2 separate regions of the Hordeum vulgare genome follow, and region 1 is linked to region 2. A link is a contact called in public Hi-C data. All regions are on one chromosome and are shown on one strand. The core of a region is the stretch at or near the end of the contact, and the rest is flanking DNA. Distances in the headings are between cores, read along the strand shown. Region 1 has its middle 420 kb from the start of LOC123425785. Region 2 has its middle 330 kb from the start of LOC123425783.

What was found. A called contact is a pair of places that touch in the nucleus more often than the background predicts.
Region 1: a contact with region 2 is called in a Hi-C map of leaf, with 2.8 times the contacts expected there. The contact joins two enhancer-like sites. A contact is called at or near these places in 3 of 6 Hi-C or Micro-C datasets (leaf and seedling).

The regions. Positions count from the first base shown.
Region 1 is chr2H:188,681,407-188,684,491 of MorexV3_pseudomolecules_assembly, forward strand. No RefSeq gene overlaps it. Among protein-coding and RNA genes, the nearest start is that of LOC123425785, 420 kb to the right of the region's middle. Within about 2 kb of position 1,760, at least 2 of the 3 cell types and tissues checked have open chromatin away from gene starts, as enhancers often do. A contact at or near this core is called in leaf, where this site is marked.
Region 2 is chr2H:188,186,724-188,189,544 of MorexV3_pseudomolecules_assembly, forward strand. No RefSeq gene overlaps it. Among protein-coding and RNA genes, the nearest start is that of LOC123425783, 330 kb to the left of the region's middle. Within about 2 kb of position 1,303, at least 3 of the 3 cell types and tissues checked have open chromatin away from gene starts, as enhancers often do. A contact at or near this core is called in leaf, where this site is marked.

The DNA of each region.
Region 1 (3,085 bases), core at 510-3,009, 500 kb after region 2:
AGCCAAGCAACTCCACATTGCAACTGTCTCCACAAAGAACTACCATTACCCCCTTCGCATCTGCAAATTGGATGAGAAACAACAATTAAAACTAAGCAACTCCACATTGCAACTGTCAGCACGGATAACTACCATTACCCCCTTCGCATTTGCAAATTGGACGAAAACTAAAAACTAAAACTAAGCAACTCCATAGAACAATTCTGAACAACTGCTAGCGTATATTCAAGCAACTCAGTGGGAAAACAAAAAACGGACACCTCCATCACCGGAAACCTCAGTGGCCGACGCACTGGATCTCGGTGACTTCGTGATGCTAGCCTCCGCATCGCGGCCAGCACCTCCTCCTAAAAAAGCACGAGCTCCTCGACGCGGATGACGCACTGGATCTCGGTGGGATTCGTGATGCCAGCCTCCCGCATCACGGCCAGCACCTCCCACCCACGAACCCGAGATCCTCGAAGCTGTCCACCTCGAGACTCACCTGTTGTTGCTGCTGCAAGCCCCCTCTCCCTGCCCCCGACCCTCTCATTCAGTGACCTCGGGCCATGTGGTGCCCCCGGTTGCGCCGCATAGCCTACGTGCTCGCACACCCGTAACCTCGCCGTCCCAAATCGGCCGTCACACCACCCAAACACCTAACCTTAACGTCACAATCGAGATATGGAGCAGATGCGCGTGAGAGAGATGCCGGGATTTACCTGTCTGTGTAGCCGACGTCACACCACGCCCGCGGGTGGCCTCCCGCGCCGACGTATCTCCGGCCAAACCACCACTGGAGCCTCGTGCCCCTTGTCGTTGTGGTACATGGGGAGGATGGAGCGGCCGAGAGGGGAGGAGAGTTGGAAATGGGGGAGGATAAGGAAGAGGTGGCCGGTTCGAACAGGGAGAGCAGCGCGATGCGGCAGTTTCACCTGGCCTCGGGTGCACCACTACTGTGTCGGGACGGGAACCGCGCCGGGCGGGTACCGCGCGATCGAACGGGTGATCGGACGGCTCTGATGCGTGCGCTCGGGGAGACTAAAAAGTGCAGTTGTACTTTTTAGTATTTGGTTATAAATTTTGGGGCCTCCAAAATTATGGGCCTTGTGCAGGTGGCACATTTTACACCACTGTTGGCCCGGCCCTGGTCACCCCCGCGTCAGAGGGGAAGCCGTCACTGTCGCCCGCGTCCAAGTGGCCAGATCCAGCATGGCCCATCGCCCTCCTCTGGCAACAAGACGACCGCAAGGAGCAGCAGATGCGCTCCGCCGCCACCTTCCATGGAGTGCGTGCGGCCTTCGTCATCATCACCTTGAGTGGCGGCGAGGCGGGAGGGAGGTGGGTTGGGGGAGCGAGGCGGCGCGATGAAGGTCCCATGTCCCCAGAGGAGGGGTGACGCGCGCGGAGGGGGATGGGGGGGGGGGGGGTTGCTCTGTAATGTGGTGTGCTGATTAATAGATCTATGGGCATTTTCGCAAAAAAAAAAAAAAGTATAGCCCGCAGTACGGTCGCCTACCAATGACCAACCACAAGGCTCCTTTCCAGTTCCGTTCCTCTCACGGGCACCGTGCTGTACATGCCATCAGGAATCGCGCAATGCTAGCCTAGCTAGGCGCTTCTAGAAACCGAATCGTGCGATCGCAAGCACTGAATCCCCGTCGACCGTGACGCGTCTTCGGCTGGCTCAGTCGTTTGAGAACGTGGTAATTCTGACTGTGCAAACTGCAAACTTCCCACCTAGTCTGCCTATATCGCGTTCGGCCACGGAAAGAGGCCCGCTGCACGTTCAGCTCATCTGAAGAATGTGTTTGCTATGCTACGTACTGCGACAGAGTGGGGTGCTGTGTTGGCTTTTGTGTGGATCGCGACGTCACGCATGCCATGAGAAAAAGGAGCCAGTCGACGTGCACTGGCTCGTGTTTATAGTCCCTCAATTTGCTTCCTGTCTCTAGCTTTTAGCTGGCAAGGGCGCCCTGCCCATCTTGTGTGACTGCCGACGCACATGTATTTAGGCAACGTGTTTACGGGTCCGCCGGCCTGACGTTCATTTGCTCGGGTCCCCCTGAGGTTCAATTGTGAAGTGAGCCTAGACCAGATGATTAAGTTCTTTGCGGTCGAACCATCTCATTAGGTTCAATAGTCATAATAATGATGTTTGTATTTCATGGATTTATTTCATATCTTTTGACAATGTTCGTTCAATGAGAAGTTACGTTCCGGTTGACTACGGTGGTATTTGTGATGATTTCATAAATTTAGATATAATGTATCTGCTCACTCTCTTGAATGTGTATATATTGCATTCAAAAAGAAAATACACTGATTTTACCCATCTCAAAAGCAAAAGTGCTTTCGCTCCTGTAAAAATTTAAATGCAAGGGATTATGCCTCACAAAACAAAACAAAAATAAAAAGTTGGATAAGTAGCCTATCGAAATTTGTGTACATATAATTACTTGTAATTTTTTTTGTTTTTTGTATACATGATTGGAATTTCCTTTCCAAATCAACGCAACGAACCATCTGATCTGACCATTATACTTCCTACAAGTATCTTGCTCAATATTATCAAGTGCATTCGCAAAAAGGAATATCATCAAGTGTGAGGCAAAGCTTTAGACCGCCATTGGTGCAAAAAATTTTCAAAACTATTGTATGTGAGAGTAAACCTTCTTATAATTGGCGTCTTTGTATCACAAATTATATTCTTCTTTTAATTAAGGATGGGCAAAGGAAAAAGGCCCTGTTTAAAAAAATACATGGGACACATTCATCAGATTCATATGAATATCTACCTAGAAATTAACATTTTTATGTCCGTTAAAAAAAATCTATTTATCATTAATCATGACAGTAAAAAAGCATCAGAAATAATAATAATTATATCTAAATCCTTAGACCACCTAGCGACGACTACAAGTAAGAAAGCAAGTCGAAGGCGTGGCGCTGTCATCATCCCTTTCTTGTTGCAGCCACCTTCTTTTTAACAGACAATTGGGAAGTCATTGTGCTAAAGACCTATAGAACTAGTGCACTAGAACATCAAGTGCCACCGATGAAGAAAACAGTAGATCGAAAAAGTCCAACCTAAAGACAAACATTC
Region 2 (2,821 bases), core at 53-2,552:
CTTTTGACAATTATAAACTATTGTTCCTATAATTAGGTAAGTACTTGAGAAAACTTAACTGACAATTTGTATGACTAGATAGTCCATTGGATGTCGATTCTGAATTTTCTTGTCAATTCTGATCTAGTCTAAACCTAGTTTGAACTAAACTGAACTCAGTTTGATTATCTAAAAAGATTGCTATAGATTTACATATATATGAAGTAGTCCTTCAGTTAGTGATACTTCTGAATAACTGATACAAAATCATTGGATGACTACATTTTATATAAAAAACTAGGAATCCATGGTCTTGTGAAAAAATAGATTGAAAAGTGTACGAGAGAAGTGATGTTTTCAACGTGTAGTTCATGCACGAGAAGTGACTCAAGTGAGAAAACCAGATTGGAAAAATGAAGTGAAAAAATCAGATTGGAAACCAGATTGAAAAAACGACTAGGAATCCATACTAATTTTGCCTTGCCCTTACCAAGGACAAGTTGCTGACTGGCTGGAGGAGCTATTCGGGGTTGCGAACATAGGAGGAGCAGGTGGTGCAGCGGCGAACTAATGCAGAACCAATGGTGCCCTAACAAACAGAGGAGGAGCAGCCGGTGCCGCTGCGACCTTCTCCCGATGATGGTCCATTCGGCTAGCTTAACCAAAGGATGGGATGGCGATGCTGTGGGCGAGGTCAGGGGCGGGGCGCCGCTGCTGGTGGAGGATTAAGCGGCTACATCAGGGCGACGATGGTGAGCGAGGAAGAAGAAGCTGCAGCGGGGATGTGCGTGGGGGAGTTGGGGAGGAACGAGAAGAAAAGGAGGCGATGGCTCAGGCGCACAAGATTGAATTAATTCCGCTTTTGCCTAGGTGCCCACGCCTGGTACTGTTTCCTCCTGTGGTTACGAAACTAGACTCTTTCCTCATTAATTAAGGGGCCACGTCTGAATTTTTGCCAATGCAGCAGGCTAAGAACCGGTCCAGGCTGGAGCACTAGGCTGGAGCACTGGGACTAGCGGACTAGCCTTAAATTGATTCAATACGGTGTCTAGAGTTGAGAATACTAAGGCAAAAAGGAACTCGCTCGAGCAGTCCTTAGCTACGTACGTGTGTATTTCTTGTGTATGTCGCGTTAGCCATGTCAGCATAGCGGGCCCACAGTAAGAGAATTTGGCTGTCCCCTAGTCAAACCCCCAAACGAAGCCTCAAGCCCTACTTTTCCAAATTGCATTCTAGTCCACCACATATCAAGCACGATGATTGGCGCGAGCGTGACGGACTATTCCCTCGATGGCGACAGGGTCAACGAGTATCCACCTCTTGTCGCGCTTACCCCTCTCTTCGTTGGTGGTCATCAAGTCACGCCTCCCCCACACGTCATTGTTGGTGGCCCACATATCCACCTCCCATCGCGAGTGGCAACCAAGTCGCGCCTCCTCCACCTGTCGCTAGTGGTGGTCTGAGCCGCAGTTTGCTTGAGTGATGGTTACTGCATGAGGTGTGATGACCGGGAGAGCCCTGTCTCAATTCGGGCACGGTCAATGTGCTTCTCGTGGTCAAATTCACTGTTTTGACCCTTTTTTTAACATTAAGCCGGATCTAATATTGGTGGGGAAATTTTTTCTGATCCTAACATTTTTCTTACAGCGAGACCCTTTGACGGTAGGGTATGACAACCTACCATCAAGGTCCCTGACGGTAAGAAAATGATCTACCGTCGTAGGGGCTGGTGGTAGCATGTGTAAGCCTACCGCCAAGGGGTTCGACGATAGGCACACACGTGCACTGTGTGTGCAACTTGGATTTTTTTAAGGTAGGCATGCAACCCTACCGTCAGGGACCTTGGAGGTAGGTTGTTATATCCTACTGCCAAGTGGTCCGACGGTAGCAAAAAGGTCAAATCCGATTTTTTTTCCATCGGGGTCAGATTGGGTCAAAACAGAAAATTTTGCCGCTTCTTGCATGCATGCTGCCATGGATGTGTTGGAGGCAAACTACCGTGGGTACGTGTTGATGGGGACGGTGGTCGGAGACTGTGGTGAGTTGGCGAAGGAGGATGCACCGGTGGTGGTCATCGAGAAGCGGTGTGGTGTCATACTGTGCTAGGTGTGCATCGAGGTCGTAGCCCACTGCATGACCTGTGGAAGTGTTCCTCAACTCCGGCAAGCACACCTCTACGATGGAGGTATCCATGAAATCGAAGTGTTGCCTTCGGTGGACCAAGTTTTGTGGCTATAGCCGAGCAATTGGCATTCTAGAAATTGGCTACTCCCTCCTATTCATATTACTTGTCGCTTAAACGAATGTATATCTGTTCAAGCGTCAAATAATATGGATAGAGAGAGTGTCTTAATGGATAGGGAGATTATTTTAATTCTAATTTTATGTATCTTAGAGTACTGAACTTGGTTGTTATATGTGCTATGTAATGTTGCCTATTTTAGCTAATATGTAATGTCAAATATACACTAGTAATGTTTGTAAACTATCTTTTGTATATCAAATATGCTAACCCTTCTAGGTTTCATGTATCGTAGCCTGGTCTGATTGGAAGATGAGCCTATTTTCTTTGGCTTGTTTCTCCGAAATTGGCATGAATCTAAACTTTCTCCTATGCCTTTGAACTACTTCGTGCAGCTTGTTCTTTCATTTCATCCTCGTTGCTTGCTTCTTTGCTTGATCTACCAATATGTTGTTCCTTTCTTCAGTTCTCCTCATTCTCTGTCCCACTCTTCATTTCTAGATGTGTCCTGTCGGTTATTCTCCATGTCCCAAGCTTGTTGACTTACAACCTCTCCAACCCTTTTTAAATTCTTGTTAACTCTGCCATCTCTCCTCCTCG